Regions from separate parts of the Mus musculus genome. Here region 2 is linked to region 1. Evidence: chromatin contacts called from public Hi-C data. All regions are on one chromosome and are shown on one strand. Each heading gives the region's core, a stretch centred on a gene start, on an enhancer-like site or on the middle of the called end of the contact. The rest is flanking DNA. Distances are from core to core; before and after follow the strand shown. Region 1 holds the start of Lrr1 (leucine rich repeat protein 1). Region 2 has its middle 18 kb from the start of Abhd12b.

Evidence for each region. Hi-C and Micro-C count contacts between places; a contact is called where the count stands out from the background.
Region 2: a contact with region 1 is called in a Hi-C map of CD4 T cells, with 4 times the contacts expected there. The contact joins the enhancer-like site here to the promoter of Lrr1 in region 1. A contact is called at or near these places in 1 of 484 Hi-C or Micro-C datasets (CD4 T cells), 2 of 115 datasets of contacts at active chromatin or transcription factors (bone marrow-derived macrophages and memory CD8 T cells) and 1 of 9 other capture datasets (adipose tissue).

Annotation. Positions count from the first base shown.
Region 1 is chr12:69,165,877-69,171,699 of GRCm38.p6, forward strand. Lrr1 (leucine rich repeat protein 1) reads left to right here and starts at 2,938. Exons shown (of 4, transcript NM_001081406.2): 1 at 2,938-3,186. The coding sequence starts at 2,980.
Region 2 is chr12:70,133,690-70,139,512 of GRCm38.p6, forward strand. No RefSeq gene overlaps it. Among named protein-coding and RNA genes, the nearest start is that of Abhd12b, 18 kb to the right of the region's middle. Within about 2 kb of position 2,607, at least 140 of the 459 cell types and tissues checked have an H3K27ac peak or open chromatin away from gene starts, as enhancers often do. A contact at or near this core is called in adipose tissue, bone marrow-derived macrophages and memory CD8 T cells, where this site is marked.

The sequences.
Region 1 (5,823 bases), core at 1,688-4,187:
TGTTTGTCTTTATTTATTATGTGCACAGCATTCTGCTAGCATGTATGCTTGCAGCCCAGAAGAGGGTACCAGATCTCATTACAGGTGTTTTGAGTCGCAGTGTGGGTGATGAGAATTGGACCCAGGTCCTCTGGAAGAGCAACCAGTGCTCTTAACCTCTGAGCCATCTCCCCAGCCCTATTTCTGTGTTTTCTTTGTTTGTATTTTGAGACAGGATTTCTCTGAGTAGCCTTGGCTGTCCTGGAACTCACTCTGTAGATCAGGTTGGCCTTGAACTCAGAAATCTACCTGCCTCTGCCTCCCAAGTGCTGGGATTAAAGGCATTCTCCACCACTGACCTGCGTGTTTGTTTATTTAAAGAAACCAAAATTCCAGAAGTGTCTCTACAGGAGTGGGCCAGGGAGCTGAGTTAAAAAAGGATATGAGCTAGCTGTCCTGGTCCTTTTACACAGCTGGGTGTCGTTCCCAAGTCTGTACCACAGGGCTGTGTCTGCTCTTGTTGTTAGGTCCATGAGGCCCAGGCCAGGAAGGCTTCTGGTCTCTGGGCAAACAGAGTGTTCTATTTGATATCTGAAGCTCAAGCTGGCAAGGACTTCCAATCTCTGTCAACTGACCTCCGTCTCCATTTCCTACACACCACAGTGAGTGATGTTGATTACTGGGCAAAGATGAGAAAAGCAGTCAGAGAAATTCATTTTATTATCAATTGGATGCCTTCTATGCCAGAAACCCAGGAAAATAAATACAGAAATTTTAGGTGTAATTGGATGTCTCAAGAAGGAAAATTGGTGCCAGGTGTGGTGGTGCACACCTTTAATCCCGGCACTCATAGGTAGAGGCAGGAAGATCTCTGTGAGTTCAAGGTCAACCTCAAACACAATATATTGGGTGTGGGGGCGGGGAGGGTATAGTTTACAATTGCTTGCCTACTATGCAGGAGACTATAGGTACAATGCCAAGGCCAGTGTGTTCGAGAGAGGGTCTGACAAATATTTGGCAGTATATACCATTGTTTCAGCCTAAAACCTCTATTGACTCTAAACTACATATATTGAAGCTGCCTAATGTCTTACTGAACCAAAACCCTTATGTTCTTGACTGCTTTGCATTTCAGAAACATGTAGTTAAAATTACAAGTTTCATGCAAGATTTAAATTCTAGCTCTCAAATGAACCTAGTGTATATTTAATGCAACTGTAATACTTTAGGAAGGTGTTCTATTTTCTTTCTTTTTTTTTTTTTTTTTTTAAAGATTTATTTATTTATTATATGTAAGTACACTGTAGCTGTCTTCAGACACTCCAGAAGAGGGAGTCAGATCCTGTTACGGATGGTTGTGAGCCACCATGTGGCTGCTGGGATCTGAACTCTGGACCTTCGGAAGAGCAGTCGGGTGCTCTAACCCACTGAGCCATCTCACCAGCCCAGGTGTTCTATTTTCGATCTCTACTATTATCCACCCAAATACCGAAAATAGGTAATTTATGAAGCCTAATGGTCCTTGAAAAATTCTGGTTTGCTTAAATATAATTTTTCCATAAGCCTGAGAATGCTGCTAATGTTTTGATGTGCCGGGCTGTGGTGGCGCACGCCTTTAATCCCAGCACTTGGGAGTCAGAGGCAGCTGGATTTCTGAGTTTGAGGCCAGCCTGATCTATAAAGTGAGTTCCAGGACAGCCTGGGCTATACAGAGAAACCCTGTCTCGAAAAACCAAAAAATGAATACATAAAATAAAATAAATGTTTTGATGCTCTATCAGGGAGCATATGTCAAGTCCCAGCAGAGCTTTAGGTGACAATGCCTGGAGAAAAAAATGTTAAGCAACTAAAAACATATGAATGTGTAAGAGAATTTTTTGTGGTGGGGTGCAAATTGATTGTCTTTGCCTATCTCCTGAATACGTGGTTTTGAGGATGTGAAACCAACACGGATACAATTCACCATGTTATATGTAAACAGGGATGTCCGTTGAAGGCTAAATCATAATTTTGAATTTTGCCACGGTTAAATTGAAAATTGGTATTTCTGAAAGCCATTTCACAATTGCAAGTGTGTAACTTGTATTAATTGTTTACTACAAGGTAAGGCAAGGGGGTTTTCTAATGCACCACTTCACCTGAGAGTAAGCGCTTCCCTAGCCCGGGGTCAGATAGATAGATAGATAGATACACAAATAAACAAACAAACAAACAAATAAATAAGTGTCGCTGAGCAATTTCGTAGCTTTTACTTGAAAGTTGATACCGAGGACATTGAAGGTAAGACAACCCGATGTGTGCAGTGTTTTTTTTTTTTTTTTTTTACATATTCACTTTACATCCCGCTCATCCCCTCCCACAACCCTCCCCTCACTCCCCTTCTCCTCTGACCGGGTGGGGGACCCTCCAGGGTATCTCCCACCGCCACGGGCTCAGTAAATGAGGCGTGAATGTGGGTCTCCACTGCCTTTCCAAGGCCGACCATGGCTGCAAAGTAAAGTTTGCTCAACAGGAATTGCCTTGCCAGTTATTGTCACCTAAAGCTCCGCTCTGACTTGCAATGCCCAACAAGAATGCTTTCTCGCTGGGGTGTGTGTCTATAAACAAGGTGACACCAGCCTTCCAGCTATCCCCATCCCCGGGTCCGCTGGCCTCTAGCAAAGGGCGCGGGAAACACCAGGACGGGCAGCACACACCCACACCTACCACGCCCCCAGCTTAAGGACATGGTGCCCTCGGCGGCCGCCTGTCCGAAAACAGAGGACAAATCCTCCGGGCGCTCCGGAGCACGCAGAGGTTCTGTCATTAAAAGTTAAATAATGCTAAAACATGGGCATTCCACCATTCTACGTGGAAACTGGAGTGGGACTCCGAGAAGCCACAAAGCCGATGGGTTTAGGCGCACCATGGACACCTCTATCGCGAGGACCCCGGCAGACCTGTCAGGCGGGAGGCGCCAAGTTTTAAAGCCTGCGGGCCAGCGGGCGACTTAGCTGCAAGATGAGGCTGCCCTGCGAGGTGGAGGTCCGTAGCTGTCATTTGCCAACCTTAGGGCTCAAGAGCCGAGGCAAGGGCGTGCGAGCGGTGGTGAGCCTGTGCCAGGCCCCGGGCAGGAATGAGCTGCAGCCTGAGGCAAGAGCAGAGCCGGGCGGCCACGCCTGCCTGCTGGTCTCCACCATGAAGGACAGGCAGGGAACCAGCTACAAGGTACGCGCCCCCAGCGTCTTGAGCACCCACGCCTCCTTACTTTAGCTGCTGGCTTCTGCGGGTATGAGTTGGTAGACAGCGATCCCGCCGGGGTACAAGCCTCCGACACTGAAGCAGAGCAGCATATGAGGCTTTTGGTTAAATCTCCAGCACACAGAAAATGCATGTAACAATGAATACTATCCAAACTTGAGTGGTTGTTATTGTTGTTGTTGTTGAAGAGGTTTGCCACATGTATCCTCTCTGTTATTTGTTTAGAAAATGCTTGACCCGACTTAGGTCCAGAGACGGGTGGCCAACTCCAGTCTAGTCTGTCTGAACCGGAGGTTTGAAAACGAGGTTTATAAAATCCGTTTTCCTCCATTACCAGGCAGTGCTATTTGATCAAAACAAGATGTCTTTGTGTCAACTATGAATGGAGATAAGGGAATGAGTCCCTCACCCTGCATCTGATTTTTTAGCGGATGTTATGTTTTCGGGATTCTTTTTTTTTTTTTTTTTTGGTTTTTCAAGGCAGGGTTTCTCTGTGTAGGCCTGGCTGTCCTGGAACTTACTCTGTAGACCAGGCTGGCCACGAACTCAGAAATCCGCCTGCCTCTGCCTACCAAGTACTGGGATTAAAGGCGTGCACCACCACGCCCAGCTGTTTTCGGGATTCTTTACCTCACATATTATAATCCACAACAAATGCTTAGTTGAGAGAAGAGAGCATTATCTTATTCAAGTTACTTATTTTTATTTATTCATTCATCCATTTAATTTTGGAGTGTTGGGGATGGAGCCCAGGACCTTGTGCATGTTAGGCTAGTAGTGGTAAGGAGGACCTTGACTTCCTGATCCACATGCCTCTACAGCCCGCCCAAGTTCTGGGGTTACCACTACACACCTGGTTTGTACTACTGTGTTGAGGGCAGAACCTAGGGCTTTATGCATGACAGGCAAGATAGGCAAAGATTCTACCATTTTAACAACGTCTTCCACCCAGGCATTAATCTAAATCCTGCCTGTCTAGGCTATTAAGGAGTCTGGTTCTATGTTGTCTTTTATCCTGTCCTTCAGCTAAGTTCAGCTAAGACTTTACACTGCAGTTCTAGGAGAAAAAAAAATTAAATGTATACATGTATGTATTGAGACAAGGTCTTGCTCTGTAACTATGGCTGGTCTGGAGCTCACTGTAGACCAGGCAGGCTTCAAACTCATAAAAATTTCTGCTGTTTCTGTCCCATCTGTCCCAGTTGCTGGGATTAAAGGCACGCGCCAGTTCCAAGAGCCAGTTGTTGTTGTTGTTGTTGTTTTAAAACAGGCTCTTACTATGTGTAGCTCAACTGTCCTGGAACTCTGTAGATCTGGCCTGGAATTCACAAAGATCCATATAGCTGTGAATTCCTGAGTTCTGGGATTAAAAGTGTGAGCTACCACACCTAGCTTTCCAGGAAGAATTTAATGCAGATCTAATTGTTTCTTCAATCCTTTAATGAATTTCATGGTTCTTAAATCTTTTTTTTTGTTTTTGTTTTTGTTTTTGTTTTGTTTTGTTTGTTTTCTTTCTTTCTTTCTTTCTTTTTTTTTTTTTTTTCGTTTTTTGAGACATGTTTTCTCTGTATAGCCTTGGCTGTCCTGGAACTCACTTTGTAGACCAGGCTGGCCTCAAACTCAGAAATCTACCTGCCTCTGCCCCCTCCTCCACCCCCTCCTTCTCCATCAGTGTCAGGATTAAAAGCATGCATGTGCCACCACTGCCTGGCAGTTCTTGAACTTTCTTGACTCTTGGTTGTTTTCTTTTCATACTCAGCTGTGCCCATCCCCCCAGAAAACCTTCTTATCCAACCTACATTTCTGAATCCTTGACTCCTTACAGTTACAAGCTCTCCTTCCTTACAGTTACAAGCTCTCCTTCCTGGCTTTTCCTGTGTTCCCTTCACCTGAAGTGCTCTTTCCCTCTAACCCAGTGATCAGTGCCCTGGCTTTTATTTCTTTAACACCACATTTCTACTCCAAACTGGGAAAGGTTTCCTGCTTTCCTTTTGTTGTGCTTATTTAATAACCATCTCGTTCAGTACCTGCTGTCATCATACCATTCTGTTTGTTTTTGAGACAGGGTTTCACTGGGTAGCCCTGGCTGTCCTGAAACTCACTCTGTAGACCAGGCTGGCCTTAAACTCAGAAATCAGCTTGCCTCTGCCTCCCAAGTGCTGGGATTAAAGGCATGTGCCACCACTGCCACCACTGCCTGGCCACCATACCATTCTTACTAAATACCGCTCCAAAGTTCTCATTATGCCTGGTACATAACTGCCTCTCAGTAAAGAGTTGTTGAAGTCTAAAGCAGAAAACATATGTTATGAAAAGGGTTGAGATCAGTTATGCCAGCTGTTGATGCAATACAGAGGTTAACATGGCAACAAGACAAGCTTTCTGCTCTGGTGGAGCTTGCAGATAATCTGGTGGCAGGCATGGTCTGAGGGACCAAGAGGAAGGTAGGGAGCTTACTGCTGGCACTTGTGACCATGGCCATGTGACTGGGTTGGAAAAGAGGAAAACATTCTCTAAAAAATGAAGGAAAGTCTCAGCAGACACAGCAGTAATGCCTAGTGTCGGCTGGCTGGAAGATGTAACTATTCATCTGCTTAAAAAAAA
Region 2 (5,823 bases), core at 1,357-3,856, 970 kb after region 1:
ATAGGATACTAGAGACCCTGTCTTAAGATGCAATACTCAAACCAACACCTGGATGCATGCAGGAATGCATGCATACATGCATGCATATGCACACACACACGTACACACACACACACACACATACACACACTACTACTACTACCATCACCACCACCACCACCAACAACAACAACAACAACAACAACAACAACAACTCAACAAGTTTCAGATTGGAACAAGGGCTGTCTTGGAAACCAGAGACCGTTCATATCATATTATAACAAAGAATTTGTCTACCTTTTGTCCATGTCCAAAAACTGTGGAAGGCTGAGTTTAAACAAGGTGGCAGTAGAAGAAATTTCAACATTGCTCATATTCAGGGAGTGGCCTGGTTATTACAGACTGCCATTGGCCAAGTTTACATTGAGAACAGACAAAAATAATTAGAGAGAAAAAACTTAAATAACTTGTAGTTCGTTAAGAAACATGCAAAGTAAGCCGGGTGTGGTGGCGCACGCCTTTAATCCCCAACACTCGGGAGGCAGAGGCAGGTGGATTTCTGAGTTCGAGGCCAGCCTGGTCTACAAAGTGAGTTCCAGGACAACTAAAGCTATATAGAGAAACCCTGTCTTGGAAAAAAAAAGAAAGAAAGAAAGAAAGAAAGAAAGAAAGAAAGAAAGAAAGGAAGGAAGGAAGGAAGGAAAGAAAAGAAAAGAAAAGAAAAGAAAAGAAAAGAAAAGAAAAGAAAAGAAAAGAAAAGAAAAAAAAGAAACGTGCAAAGTGGAAAGCTGCAGCTAAGGAAGGCCTGGCTTCTGAAGAGATTGGTGCCACTAAGAATAGCAAAGCATTTTCTATCATTCCTATAGGAAAGGCACCTTGAGGGCATGCCAGAAACTGGCAGACCCATCTTTAGCAGGCTCAAGGGCGTGAAAGGGTAAACTCAACTGAAAAGAAAACTCAACTTGAGACCAAAAGCCTCTGGAGCGCCTTGGTCCCACAGAGAACTGCCTGAAAGCTGTCTCCCAGGATTCACTTCACCGAGCTGCACGGGCACTCGGAGACCAACACGGCTGCCCAAGCGGCTGCGGACCTTGAGCACTGCCCGTGTGTTGATGGTTTTGCAGTCATGCAGAGCGCCAAGAATCACAGGCTAAAGAGGCATCCGCTCAGATTTCAGGAAAGAGCCCGAAGGTCAGGCAACGGGTATGACAAGGTCAGAATCTTCACAGGTAGCACCCGAAAGGGAGCTGTGTGCACTTGTGAAGGTGAAACCTGGGCTGTGACGGAGACGCTATGATGCTGGAGCTCCCAAGAACGAGGAACAGCTGCCCAGAAAAGCTATAGTCAACAAGAAGCCAGGCCAAGAGGGAGGTCACGTGGGCTGCAACCAATAAGATCATACAAAAGGGACTGCCCAAGTTTGTTTGAGCTGACAACATGCCAGATGCCATACATGGGGCTGTAAGATTTACTGTTTGCCCCCATTGGGTTGCAGTCTCGCTTTTTGATCTGACCACTCTTTCTCGTCTTCTCCCTTATCGATTGAGAATCCTTACTAGGTATTGTCTTCTGTTAGAAGTACAGGACTTGACTTGGCAGGGGCTTACAGAGTTTACCTTGAGTCTCAGAGATTTCAACTTAATACTTTTAAATAGTGCTCAAACTGTTCATTTTGGGGGACTTTTAGAAATGGGCTATGCGCATTTTGCATTGCAAGATGGTGATGTGTCTCCAGGGGCCAGAGGCAGGATATTATGGTTTGACTATGAGATCTCATCTCCAGGCTTGTCTGCTGAACACTTAGTGCCCAGCTATTGTTAGAGCTGTTTTAGGAGGTAGTGGAAACACTGGGGCCTGGCAGGAGGAGGTAGGTCACCAGGAACACACCTGGTCCCTAGTGCTCGACTCTCATTCTCGCTGTGTCCTGTTTGCCATGACTTCCCCTCCCTACCGTGGTAGACAGACAACCTGGAACCATGAATTAAAATGAATCTTCCTTTCCTTTGTTTACGCCAGCTGTTCTATCGCAGCAGTGAAACAAAAGCTGGCTGACATAGAATTTCATTGCAAAGGATCTCTGAGACGGAACCAGACCTTCGTGATGTAAGACTGACAGCTCTTACTTTTATGAACCCCCTGGGTGGAGGTGATGCCAGTATCCCGGTTTGTAGCTTTCAAGTGGGCTTCTGTTTTAGAGTCACCCTAAAGAGCGCATTTCTGATGAGACGTGAGCTGCGGAGAAGGTGATATTTGAAAACCATGTGAGTGACCAGGCTTTCGTTTGCAGTTTGATCTGATAAACCTACACACTGGAACCCACAACACACAGTATCGGATTTTCTCACTTCCCAGACCTCGTCCTAGACTCCACACACTTGCCACCCATCTCCCCTATCCGGTTACAAGGCATTGTCAGTGCCCAGAACGCCCTCACCTCTGGAACCTTGAACTCTGAAATTCCACCCTGCCCTGGGCTTCATATCCATCTCCACTCCTGTGTGTCACCTCTCCAGGCTCCAATCGTCCCAGGGTGCCATCAGTTCTGCCTGTCTCAGAGCCCCAGATGCTCTTGTCACTCAGGACACATTCACCACCAGGAACTACGTCCTTGCCCCTGTCTCAACACATTCTCATTTTGGGTCCAGCCATCTGTCTGTTCTCATTGGTCCTTACACTAGGGGTGGGTGTATCACACAATCCTGCAGTTGGCTGCTAGTTCACATTACAAATCTCAGGCCTTGGCTGGACACTCAAGACCACCTGAACACACTCACTGTCCCAGGCAGCTCTGAACAGTCACCCTGAGCTGACCCACGAGGGATAACAAGTCACCCCACAAGCTGTATTATCAAGATGTCTTCAGAAGTTCATTTCTCCTTCAGTGACTGCGACGTGTGTTTCCTCCTTTTATTTTCGCTTTCCTTTTCAGCTTCTTAAACAGATTACTTCTTGTGAGACGGCGCATTAAAGAGCTTAAGAAAACATCAAGGTTTACCACATCCTTATTGTGTACTGGCGCTGTTCTCCGGGCTAAGCATACAGTGGAGAACAGCCAAGCAGCCCCAGTCTCACGCGTCTATGAGAAGCAAGGGACAGGAAACCTGGCCAAATAGACACAATTAGCTTTATGTATTTATGACTTTACGACCACAGGTTCAATCAAGGGTCTTGTTTGAAACAGATAGGTCTTTAAGGGTTTTATATGTGCTGAATTGGAAATACAGACATGTACAAATATATATATATATATGCATATTTTTGTATATGTACATGTATACACACATGTATAGGTATAGGTATAGGTATAGGTATAGGTATAGGTATAGGTATAGGTATAGGTATAGGTATAGGTATATGTATAGGTATATGTATAGGTATATGTATAGGTATACTTTCTTGTTGATATTTTATAGAAACTATAACACAACACCTATCTGCATACACACTTACATTGTATTATAAGGTACAATTTAAAGTATGAAGAGGGGATGTTTGTAGGTTTGCATACAACTGATATTAATTTGATATAAGGGGGCTCAAGCATCTGCAGAATCTTGTCTCCATGGGAACCGATCTCTGTGTTTCTCTAGGGACAACTGCACTGTGTCATAAGGCGAGGAGCCTGCAGTGTCTGGGGCACAGTGGAGGCAGGGGGGCTGATGTGGAGAGTGTTCCAGGGGCGTGCTGGAGGCAGACAGCCTGGGCTCAAATGCCAGGTCTTAAACTACATTTCGGACTATGGGCAAGTTACCTAACTTTAAAATGAGAATTCTTATAACACTGAATATCATAGTTATATATCTTATAACACTGAATATATATATTATGTTTGTCCTCTTGTGTCGCCTTGACCATATGCTAGACATCAGGTATCGGAGAGAGGTTGGTTTGGCTTGTGATCCTAGCAGCTGCAAAGTCTATGTAGCCAAACAGCATAGTGTCATGAACTCTCGCAAGGGTCCTTCCGGGGCCGCACAGTGCAGTGGAGATGTAGTAAGGAAGGCTGCTGTACTCTGAAGGCTCAGTCACGCATACGGGCAGGAGTCAGGAAACTAGGGAGAAGCTGGCTCACTTTCCACGACAGCTTCCTGTTGCAGAAAGGAGTCCAGTCCTGTGAGAACTGAATTAATCCCTACTGAGGACGGAGGACTTGACCTTTCTAGATCACCACTTCATGGCTTCGCTGCCTCTCAATACGACTACATTGTTGACCAAGTATGTAGTACACACACCTTTGGCAGACAAGTGGAACCCAAACCGCAGTAGGATTAAATGACTGTGTTCATACAGGGAGTTTCCTCTGGTAGGCCCTGTGTAATTACCAGATCCATCATTTTAAATCCTGGGTTTTATCATGGTCACCCGTGCCCTAGAGGCAGAAGAGGATTTTCCGTGAAGGTAAAGGCTCAGGCTTGCTTGTTTTATTCCAGCCCTGAGAGCCTCTAACAACGCGTTCTCATGGTGTACAGTGAGTCCTGAGTTACGGTTGCCTAAGATACTGTCTTTTTATCTGTATTGGCTAACATGGAGGTGAACAAAGGCCCTTGTGGGGCTAGCTAAAAGCAAGTGGGGTTGGGGACATGGTTTGGCCTTACTGGTGGAGGTCCACGCAACTCTTTCCTTCCTGGGATGGGATGACTCCCATCATCCACTGGGCCATGGGACAGGCAGCAGCATCCACTGGTAGACTAAGTCCCATAGTACTTTGGCTGCAGAAGTATGGGGGTCGAGCTGAGCAGTTAGAACTGGTCAGAACCCTCCAGTAATCGTCTCATGTATGGAATTTGTTTTTTTTTTTTTGTTTGTTTTGTTTTTTTTTGTTTTTTGAGACAGGGTTTCTCTGTGTAGCCCTGGCTGTCCTGGAACTCACTCTATAGACCAGGCTAGCCTCGAACTCAGAAATCTGCTTCCCTCTGCCTCCCAAGTGCTGGGATTAAAGGCATGCACCACCACTGCCTGGTTCATGCATGGAACTTTAAATGGAGGATATGATTCTTGATGAACTCAAGGCAGAAGTGCCAGGCATGAATATGAACACCTTTAATCCCAGCACTCGGGAGGCAGAGGCAGGCAGAGTTCTAAGTTCAAGGCTAGTTTGGTCTACATAGTGAATTCCAAGATAGCCAGGGCTACACAGAGAAACCCATCACAAAAACTAAACTAAACTAAACTAAACTAAACTAAACTAAACTAAACTAAACTGAACTAACAAAAGAAACTTTGTTCAGTGTTTAGACTCTACATACATTGTTGCAGGCTGACTGTGAGTGCCCCCCTCCCCCCGAGCATGTATTGAACCCTGACCCCAGTGGGCTGATATTTGGGGATGGGGTATTTGAGAGGTTACCAGCTTTAGGTAAGGTCATGGTGGTGTATACTGCACCCCCCTATATAACATTAGTGTCTTACTTCACTCTCCCCAGTTTCTGGTTGCTTTCCCCCCTCTCTTTAATTTGTGAAGATACAGCAAGAAGGCACCTGCCTATTAGCCAATGAGCTGAGTCCTGCCCAGAGCTACTCTACCTCTAAGCTAAGATTTAAAACTACATAACTACATATATATGCATATATGTACATATATATGTATGCATATATATATATAGTTAAAGCGTAATTTAGAAGTTAAAGCTTAGTTTAATTATATATATGTATATATACATATATATACATATATATATATACGCACACACACATGCTATCAGTGAGAACCTTGAGGAACAGAATGCCAATGCAGAGATATGTATCAGTGCTACAATTAAAAAGAACTTGAGAGGCAGAGGCAGGAGGATCACCATAATTTTAACAATATTGTCTACATGGTAAGTTCTAGGCCAACTAGGACTA